2 separate regions of the Ovis aries genome follow, and region 2 is linked to region 1. Evidence: chromatin contacts called from public Hi-C data. All regions are on one chromosome and are shown on one strand. Each heading gives the region's core, a stretch centred on a gene start, on an enhancer-like site or on the middle of the called end of the contact. The rest is flanking DNA. Distances are from core to core; before and after follow the strand shown.

What was found. A called contact is a pair of places that touch in the nucleus more often than the background predicts.
Region 2: a Hi-C map of skin fibroblasts shows a contact between it and region 1, with 1.7 times the contacts expected there. The contact joins the promoter of TFPI2 here to the enhancer-like site in region 1. A contact is called at or near these places in 2 of 16 Hi-C or Micro-C datasets (skin fibroblasts and tail adipose tissue).

The regions. Positions count from the first base shown.
Region 1 is chr4:11,933,351-11,938,653 of ARS-UI_Ramb_v3.0, reverse strand. No RefSeq gene overlaps it. Among named protein-coding and RNA genes, the nearest start is that of GNGT1, 48 kb to the left of the region's middle. Within about 2 kb of position 2,768, at least 2 of the 54 cell types and tissues checked have an H3K27ac peak or open chromatin away from gene starts, as enhancers often do.
Region 2 is chr4:11,981,186-11,986,488 of ARS-UI_Ramb_v3.0, reverse strand. It overlaps TFPI2 (tissue factor pathway inhibitor 2), which reads left to right and starts at 2,178. Exons shown (of 5, transcript XM_004007722.5): 1 at 2,178-2,343; 2 at 2,619-2,801; 3 at 3,999-4,178; 4 at 5,283-5,303. The coding sequence starts at 2,256. It overlaps GNGT1 (G protein subunit gamma transducin 1), which reads right to left and starts at 2,695. Exons shown (of 4, transcript XM_060414461.1): 1 at 2,581-2,695.

The sequences.
Region 1 (5,303 bases), core at 1,519-4,018:
TTTTCTTTTCCCTCTCTAGGTGAATTACCATCCTCCACTATGAACTCCCAAACCACTACCCCTAACATCCTCTTTTGTCTTTAGCTGAAGATGGTACTGAAGGTCAGGGCTTCAGTCATTTTGGCAAGCTATTCGGTTCTCTCGGGACTCTTCCATGTGTACAAGTTACTAAACTTTTGTTTGGCTTTTCTCCTATTAATCTTCCTCATGCCAATTTAATTCTTAGAACAGCCAGAATAACCTAGAAGGGTAAAGGAAAATTTATTCCTCCTTGACACTTGTGTGTGTGTGTGTTTACTAACACATGGTTATATTTTCTGCCGTCTCAATCTAAAATTCCTATTTTTGAAGAACAAAGTAAGGAAGATAGATAGATACAGATACATATATAGATCTTTTCTTTTTTTCCTTGCAAAGGTGGCCACCTGAAACTATTAAGAAGGTTGGAAAAAATCTGAATATTTAACTTTGTCTTCATATGAAATAAGATTATTTACATGAAGCAAATATTTATTTTATTGTTTCTTACTTTCTCCCTCTCTCTATCATTCCTGTATCCCACAAGCTAATTGTTTTTTTGCTTTTGTTCTTCAGCGTGGCCATTTAGCCATCTATATATGGCTCCTGTGGAAAAAAACAAATTAAATGTTTTCTTGGCTTTTGTGTCTGGCAGAAGTAGGACAAGAAAATAATTCCAGCACAAATATTTGGCTGTCTAGAAGATCTTCCCACAAAACAAAAATAGGAAACAGTAAAATAAAAGTTAGCTCTCAGGAACAGCTGTCTGGCAAACTTTCTTGCGTTTGCATGTCATCCCTAAGATGACCATTTGGGAGAAATCATTCCCCTGGTTTGCATGGCTCACGAGGTTGAAATGCAGTTTCTTTCCATGCCTGCTTCAACCCCCTCAAACATCTGCTTTATTCTAACTGGTAGGGGCTTCAGTATCCAGGCAATTAAGATAATCCCTTGACTTAGTTCTTAGGTGTTCTTTAGTCACTTGGAAAGCTGACCTGTATAATATTTGGAGCAAAATCCTCAGTATTGAAATTCTTAGGGTGACTCTGTAGACACATAGTACTATTTCCTTTGAGTACACCAAATTAATTTTCTGATTGAATCAATACCATGCCCACATATAAAAATAAAAAGGAAGAAGTCAATTCTCAAAATGAGCATTTCCAAAACATATCTGAAAATTATGAAGAATCGATTGAAGTCCAATAGAATAACAAAAATATAATGTAACCTCAAATTTAGGTAAATACAGAAGCCACTGATAATATCATACATTTACTATGGTATGATGGGAAAAAGATGTTTTACTCCTATTTGGGAATATCCCTTCATCTGAGTGGATGGACACAAACCTGCTAGGGTGAGGCCTAGTGCAGTTGGGATCTCAGAAAAATCTGAGTGTTCAAGCCAAAATAAACTCTTACTGTTATTTCAGCCTTGGTTTTGCAGGATTATTAACTTAGTAAGGATTGTGGAAAAATGCAAATCTTTAATCTGAATAGAAACCCATTTTGTTTTGAAAGCAAATGTATTTCTTCCCAGGCCTCCTATTCCCACTAACCATAATATTCTCTGGGGGTTTATTTCTCAACTTGTCCTTTGAGATATATGCCATTTCCTTGTAAGTTGGAGTTTTGATGATTAGCATTGCAGATGTTATATTTTCTCAAAAAAAAAAAAAAAGTTTCCAAGAAAAGAGTACTAGGAACTAGGCATTTTAGTTCTGAGCAAAAAACATTTCTATTAAGTTTGAAGTAATAAAATATAAGACGTCAAAACTGTCCTGAGTGAAAAGGGGCAGACTTTAAAGAAATGAAAAATTAACCTCACCAGGCTCTTTTTAGTTAATTTAAAATAAGTTATTTATTCATATATTATTGAGCCTCAATTGAGCCTAGACTATGTCTCCACAGATAAAGGACTAGAATCCTTTCACATGTGGTCAATTTAATCCTTAGGCTATCTAACGCATCAAGTGAGCTCTTGCTGCTGCTGCTGCTGCTAAGTCGCTTCAGTCGTGTCCGACTCTGTGCGACCCCATGGACTGCAGCCCACCAGGCTCCCCCGTCCATGGGATTTTCCAGGCAAGAACACTGGAGTGGGGTGCCATCGCCTTCTCCGAAGTGAGCTCTTAGCGTCATCCAAAGACAATTTTTAATATTAGCTCTTGGCCAATACAAAAATAAAAGACTTCTTTTGTCTTCTTCAGGAAAACATTCTCAATATAATCATTTGTGTCTAGTCATAGAGTAAATGGGCTTCCAAAACCTTATCTTTGCTCTTTCAATGTTATGAAATATCTCTGAGAGTTCCAATGTGATTTTTTTTTCTTTTTGCTAGGACATTGTCATCTTTTTCATTGCAACCACATTCTTCACTTACGTTATCAAGTACTTTTGGCTGCACATGTAGAGTTTCTCAAATGGTAGAAATGTCACTGTTCCCAAAGTCAGCTAATTTTTTTTTTTTAGTAATTCCATTTGTGTTTGATTCAAATTTACTTCAACATTATTTTTTTTTATTTCTTCACTACACATTCTCTTAATTATCTATTTTTATAAAATGTCACATGGATTTATCACTGGGAGACAAGAAAGCATGTGACTACATGCCTCACTGTCTGTGCATGAGCTGATGTACAGTGACCAATTACCAACAGGCCTTTAAAGAAGTAACATGGTTTGTCACTGACCAAAAATGTGCATCTGTTGTTTATGTAGTGATTTTTCAATGGGAGAGGGAGCAGCAAAGTTCTTACTCTGTGTAATTATTCACAGTTAATATACTGTGGTAACTGAAATTTGAGCTATGTTACCGAGGAACAATGTTGTTTAACTAAACCATGGTAACTGAAATCTATGCATATTTGAACCATGAAAACAGGGGTTGCCTGTTAAGTATTAGTATAATTGGTTAGTCATTTGAAAAAAGGTAAAATCATATCTGTACCTCACTCCCAGATGAGAATAAATTCCACAACTGATCACAGTTCCATATATGATACAATAAAAATCGCACTTACAATAAAAGGAAATACAGATGGATTCTTTTGTAACTTGAGTAAGGGAAATATTTTCTAATCACTTATTGTTGTTTAGTCACTAAATCCTGTCCAACTCTTGCACCACCATAGACTGTAGCCCACCAGGTTCCTCTGTCCATGGCAAGAATATTGGAGTGGGTTGCCATTTCCTTCTCCAGGGGACAATTCCTGACCCAGGGATGTCTCCTGCATTGGCAGGCGAATTCTTTACCACTAAGCCACTAGGGAAGCCCTTTTAATCATTACTCAATATGTAAAATGAGAGAAATGATGGATAATTTTGACTACATTAAAATTTTTCAGTGTGAAAAACAAAACAAAAATTACATAAGCAAACTCAAAGGACAAATTAACAGTTAAGAAAAAGATATTTCATTTTTATAATGTACCAAAAGCTTCTATAAAATCAAGGGAGAAAAAAACTGACAATTCCTTAAGAAAATGGGCAAACGATATAAATACAGCCCACAAGAAGAAATTATTTTTTTCAATTATCAGGCATATGAAATATTACATAGCTCCACATATAAAGAAATAAGAATTTTAAATGTACTGAGATATTACTTCTTATCTATCAGGCTTCAAAAATTAAAAAAGATAATACTTGTAAAACTGTAGTGATACTCTGTATCACCAGAGTATTAACATTGATATGGTCAAGGTACATGATGTTTTCATCACCACAAAGATCTCTCATTTTGTCAGTTTATACCTATACCCTTACTCCTGCTTTAATCACTGTTCATGTTCAGTTGTTAAGTTGTGTCCAACACTTTGGGACCCCATGGACTGCAGGTCAGGCTTCCCTGTCCTTCACTCACTGCCGGAACTTGCTCAAATTCATGTTCGTTGAGTCAGTGATGGTATCTAACCATCTCAACCTCTGCTGCCCCCTTCTCCTTTGGTCTTTCCCAGCATCAGGGTCTTTTCCAATGAATCAGCTCTTCACATCAGATGGCCAAAGTACTGGAGCTTCAACTTCATCATCAGTCCTTCCAATGAATATTCAGGGTTATCTCCTTTAGGGTTACTGGTTTGATCTCCTTGCAGTCCAAGGGACTCTCAAGAGTATTCTCCAACACCACAGTTTGAAAGCATCAATTCTTTGATGCTCAGCCTTCTTTGTGGTCCAATTCTCACATCTGTGCATGACTACTGGAAAAATCATAGCTTTGACTACATGAACCTTTGTTGGTAAAGTGATGTCTCTGCTTTTTAATATGCTGTCTAGGTTTGTCATAGCTTCCTTTCCAAGGAGCAGGTGTCTTTTAATTTCATGGCTGAAGTCATCATCCCCAGTGATTTTAGAGACCAAGAAAATAAATCTGTCACGTTTTCACTGTTTCCCCCTCTCTTTGCCACGAAGTGATGGGGACCAGATGCCATGATATTTGTCTTTTGAATGTCGAGTTTTAAGTTAGCTTTTTCACTCTCCGCTTTCACCCTCATCAAGGGGCTCTTTAGTTCCTCTTCACTTTCTGCCATTAGAGAGATGATTGACAACCACTAATTTTCTCTTTTATAATTTTGTCATTTTAAGAATGTTTTATGTATGCAATTATGTAGTCTAAATTCTGAGGACTGCTTTTTTCTTACTGAGCATATTTTCTGAAGATTAATCCAGGTTTTTTAATGTATCAGTAGTTTTGTTTTGTTTTGTTTTGTTTTCCTAACTGCTGAGTAGTGTTTCATTTTACAGATGTACCACTATCTGTTTAACCATTCACCTACAGAAGGACATCTGGGTGGTTTCCAGTATGGTTTCCAATTTTCATACAGGTCTTTTTTGTGTGAACATAAATCTTGATTTGTCTGAAATTAATGCCCAGAAGTGAATTTGCTGGGACTAATAGTAATTGCATACCTAGGTGTTTTGTGTGTGTGTATTTGCTTGTTCTTGTTTTCTTTTTAAGAAACTGATACGCTATTTTGGCAGAGTGACTGTGCTATTTTGCACTCCAATTAGCAAGGTATATAATCCACTCTGACAATCTTTGTCTTTTAATTTGGTTATTTAGACTTTTAAAATACATAATTATTTATATACTATTTGTATTAGTAGTTGAGTCTACCATTTAAATTTTTGTTTACGTTTTTGTTTCTGCTTATTCAGGCTGTGTGTATGAGATTTTTCCCCCCCTGCTTTTCTAAGGGTTACTTGAACATTTTTTAGAATTTCCGTTTGATTTTTATACTATTTGGAACATTTTTTTAAATGGTTGCTTTGGATATTACGTTCCGG
Region 2 (5,303 bases), core at 929-3,428, 48 kb before region 1:
TCTGGTGAACGCGACTGTATTCATCCATTCCCAACTCTGGTGGTTTGGAATCAGCCATAACTGGGAGCATTTACGCCATGGAAATCAGTAACATATTCAACCCAACACACCCCTCCCCCATTTCATTTTTCCTTCCTGGCAAACTGGTTGTTCAACCTTTATCCTTATAACCCTGTCACTCTTAACCACAGATATCCAGCAATCTGACAGCAAAAGAGACACAGAGTATTTCCAGACCAGGCTAGTTTTCCTAGGAATATAGTCCTTTGCCATGACACCAGGAAAACTGAAAACTGGCCCTAGGCATTATATGTGGAAATATCCCAGATTACTAACTCACCTTGAGCAGAGAGATTTTCCGAAACTGGAAAGAACTCTTGTAAATTCCCTTCAGTATCTTCAGAAGAAGCCAGGAATAGTTACTTTCTTAAGAATATTAAATAGAGCAAGAGGAAAAGGTGGAGGAAGGAAAGACACAGTCATCAAGAGAGCCCATTAAAATATTCTCCAAAAATATCCTTAACATTTCATATAAAATCCCAGTGTAGATCATTTGTTTTGTATAAACCAAAGACTAGGCTCACACTATTATGTCAAAGTACCAATGAATGGTAATAGACAAACTGACCCTGAGAAATGTATGGGAAGCAGCTGATTTGGTCAAAGCTTCAGGACCTACTCGCCACATCCCCCAAGGCTACTGCTCTTTGGATTTTCCTGTTTCGGGTCCAAAAACACAGTTATGACTCAAAAACACGGCTGATAGGGGTGGAGAATCATTTTGGAAAACTGATTGGCAGTTTCTAACATTTTAAAATATTTTACTTGAGAGTAATAAAAGTTGTTTGCATACACAAAGCAGCTTTATTCATAGCAGTAGCCCCAAACTAGAAATAATACAAATGTCCAGTAATAGGACATTCACTGTATACTCATACATTGCAAGACTACTCAACATTTACAAGGAACACACTCTAAGACAGCATGTGAGTGTGTGTGTTAGTCGCTCAGTCGTGTCCGACTCTTTGGGACCCCATGGACTGTGACTCGCCAGGCTCCTCTGTCCGTGGGGTTCTCCAGGCAAGAATACTGGAGTGGGTTGCCATTCCCTTCTCTAGGGGATCTTCCCAATCCAGGGATTGAACCTGCATCTCCCACATTGCAGGCAGATTCTTTACCATTTGAGCCACGAGGGAAAGCCCCTACAGCAGCATAAGTGTGTCTTAAAACCAGTAAAGTGAAGTACAAAACAGTACAGATTTTATGATTCTGTTTGCATGAGATTTAGAACAGGGAAATCTAATTTATGCTGATCAGAAGAGCTATTGTCCCTGGCCTCAGGTTGAAGGATGGACTGGGAAAGGGTATAAGAGAATGTTCTGGGGTGATGACAATGTTCTAATTCTGGATTGGAGTGGTGATTACAAAGGAATATATAATTGCCAAAATTGACCCAGCTATACACTTGGACATATTATGAGCCCATGAAATGTAAATCAGACCTCTACTGAAATATGTGGTTGAAAGTGTTAGTCGCTCAGACTGAAGCCTGCCAGGCTCCTTTGTCCATGGAATTCTCCAGGCAAGAATAGAGTGGGTTGCTATTCCCTCCTCCAAGGGATCTTCCCTACCCAGGGATTGAACCTGGGACTCCTCACTGCAGGGAGATTCTTTACCATCTGAGCCGCCAGGGAAGCCCATATCTATGTCTAAAGGTAAATAGATACGCATATGCTTACATTTCTAATCTAATGAAAGGATCTAATGTAATAAGCCCCGCTTCCTTGGGCCCTAGGAGTTTCACACTTTCTACCTGCCAAAGACACAGACTTTGTGCTTTCAAAGTGTGGATTCAGGCCTCGGCGTGATGCTGCAAGCTGGAACCTTGTGCAATCACACCCAGGTCATTTCCCTCAAGCTTGTCGACTTCCCATCTCTGACACAATGCTTCATCTGGGTCATCCCCGAAGAGCCACGGGAGAAAGTTTGGGGCCAGGTTCAGCTTGGCGGGGAATTCCTCTCCCCCGCACACACTTTCCAGCGCAGGGAGGCGGCCGGGTCACAGAGCTCACGGGGCATGAATCAGCCTCCCCTCCAGGCTCCACGAAGGCGCGCTCCGCCCTGTCCCGTCTCTGAGGGCCGCTAACCCTACAAAAGCAGCGGCACCCACCGCGCTGGAATCCAGACCGCTTGGAGGCTGGACGCTGTGCACCCTCCTCCGCTCCTCTCGCCGGCACCGTCTGAATCCGGACACCATGGACTCGGTTCGCCCCCTCTGGCTGATGCTTCTGTCGCTGCTCCTCGTGGGAACTGCGCTGGGTGATGCCCCGCAGGCGCCGCCAGGTACCCCACCAACCCGCGCTCAGGGGACCCCTTTTCGCCCTGGCCAGGCGGCAGGAGTTCCGCGGACCCCTGCACCCGCTCTCTGCGCCCTCCTTCCCCCTAATTCCTGTCGTGCACCGCAAGTTTGCACTTCCTGTCTCTGTAAGGCCCTTCTGCTGGGCTGGGAAGCTGCTGGGACAAACCTCCCCACCCCCACCACCCTGGGGGAAGCCCTCCCTCCACCGAGATGCGGCTGACCTCCTCCTCTGCCTCTGGTTCTCCTACCCCTCCTGTAGGAAATAACGCGGAAATCTGCCTCCTGCCCCTGGACGACGGGCCCTGCCGGGCGCGGATCCCCAGTTACTACTACGACAGGTACACGCAGAGCTGCCGCGAATTCATGTACGGAGGCTGCGAGGGCAATGCCAACAATTTTGAAACTTTGGAGGCCTGCAACGAAGCATGCTGGAAGATTGAGAGTAAGTGCTCGCTCCCACTCCCAGAACTCCAGTACTGCGGCAGAGAAGGGCTAAGTGGGAAATGAGCTTATTTTTCACATCCCATAGTAAGTTTCATCCTTGATTTTCTCGGATCCTGTTTGGCTTATTGCTTTTCAGTTGACTAAAAGTGATCATGAAACTTCCAACGACAAACATTTCCTGTCCCTTAACTGGCATTTATCATAATTCAGTGTGTGTGCAGACTCCGGAAAGATTTCACCTAAGGCTTAAGGATGCAAGAGTGTCATGTATTAGGTGCAACATAAGTGCCTGTCTGTATTTATCATTAGTTCTAAACCTATGGTTTTTATGCCTTCTTGAGAGGGCATTTTCCTCTTGTCCACTGTGTAGCGATCTGAAATACTTTCAGTGGATTTTGTTATTAACGTCTGAATTTAGCTAATTATAACCTTACTTTTATCCCTTGATACCCAAAGAGATCTTGGGTTGGTATAGAGATATAAAAAATAGAGAGATTCACAATGCTGTTTGCAATTTTAATTATGTTTACTGTCTCTGTGAAGGCCTGTAATAGAACACGGGGCTCAGCTGTTAAAGGAACTGAGCCAGGGAAAAATGTGTATTCCTATGAATAAGTTTGATTAATTTCATACATTGAAACAATCAGAACACTCTGAGAGAAGAATCTTTCCAGTAAGCATGAAAAATTTATCACAGCTGTATCGGGTCTGGAGACACTGTTAAAAAAATCAAAAGCTGAATAGAGTTGTCTCTCAGTGTCTGTGGTGACTGGTTCCAAGACCCCAACTCTCTGATGCCAAAATCCACAGCATTTGCATATAACCTGTGCATATTCTCCCTTATACTTTAATTTATCTCTAGACTCCCTACCAGCATAGGACAAATTCAAACTTTGTTTTTTTGTGTGTTTTTTTTAATGAACTTTCAGGAATTATTTTTTCCTGAATATTTTCTCTCTGGGTTGGTTGCATCTGCGGAATGCTGGACCCAAGGATACAAAATCTTGTTGTTGCTGGACTAATGGGCAATCTTTTGGGCGTTTACTAGCCCAGCGCTAAATATCATGCCTCCCACCCCCATCACCACTCTACCCCTGGCCACCACCAGTGGCTTCTGAAAATACAGTTAAGTTTTAAAGGAAGAGTAAGAAGGCTGATTTTTGACTAACATTGTTTTATGCCCTCGTTTTCCTAGAAGTTCCCAAAATTTGCCGGTTAAAAGTGAATAAGAAGCAGTGTGGGGAGCTCAGAGAACAGTATTTCTTCAATCTAAGTTCTATGACCTGTGAAAAGTTCATATCTGGCGGGTGTCACAGCGATGAGAACCGGTTCCCAGATAAAGCTTCGTGTATGGACTTCTGTGCGCCAAAGAGAGGTAAATACTCTCTTTGTGGTGTCTGTACTTCATTTCTTTATTTAGACTTTAGGGTGAAAACATTAATAATTGATACGAAATTAAGCTGGTTTGCATGAATTTGTGAGAGTGCGAGCTAGAAGTTTAATAACTTGCCAAGTTCTCAGGGCTGGAAAGTGACGAAGCTCTGATTCAAGCTTTTACTTCCTCTTTTGCATTGTTTCTTTAGAACTATTTCTCATCTATTTAACTTGCACATAAAAAAAAAAACACTACAGTGTTCATTGATGAATCACATGTATGAAATCAGGTATATATATGAGATAGTGTGAGACAGAGAGAGACTTAAGCTGGTGAAACCTGAAGTTTTCTAAACTTTTTCATTAGATTTCTGTGTTCTTTAGTAATTACATATTGTAGCACAAATTGATCTCTCCTCCCCATGTTTTACCTACATAGCCCATGCAATCCCTAAAATGATGGGTTACTTGGGTAGTGGGCAGTGTTTGTAGAGGCAGTCCAGCATTTTCCGTAGGCACAGCAGAGACATGTACACATAGATAAGTTCAACAAACAAGGAAAATTTGCTTTGGCGGTCTCTGATAAACCTCTGTAGCTATACTGTGTTGAGTATGCAAAATCTTGAATTAATGAGGAGTTGCTTGTTGCTGGTGTTCTCTTAAATTGTTTATGTAAATGTAAGTGTTCCAGTGGCTACCTGGGAATTAGCTATATGTATTCTTGATTAATAATGGAAGGAGAGCTGATAGAAACATTGAAATTAAAACTACCAACACAAAAGAGTGTGCCAAAGCATGTCACATATTTCTCTTGAAACACAGCTCATTTTTACCTGACCATACATGATTTGGGGGTTTAATTTCTTTACACATTCAAATGATACAAGGATATAGCTTGAAATTCTATCTACTCCATAAGAATTTATAATGAACAAACTATGTGTTTGAAATGTAAGGCACACTTTTTAAATGGCTTAGTATAATATTTTGGATTCAGCAAGAAGCTTCTATGGGATTAGATGTTTTTTCACTTACTTCAGTAATCAGCACAGCTTATTATTTCCAGTATTACTGCATTTCTAATTTTATTTTCTTTTCCATTAAGCTCCAGCATTTTGCTACAGCC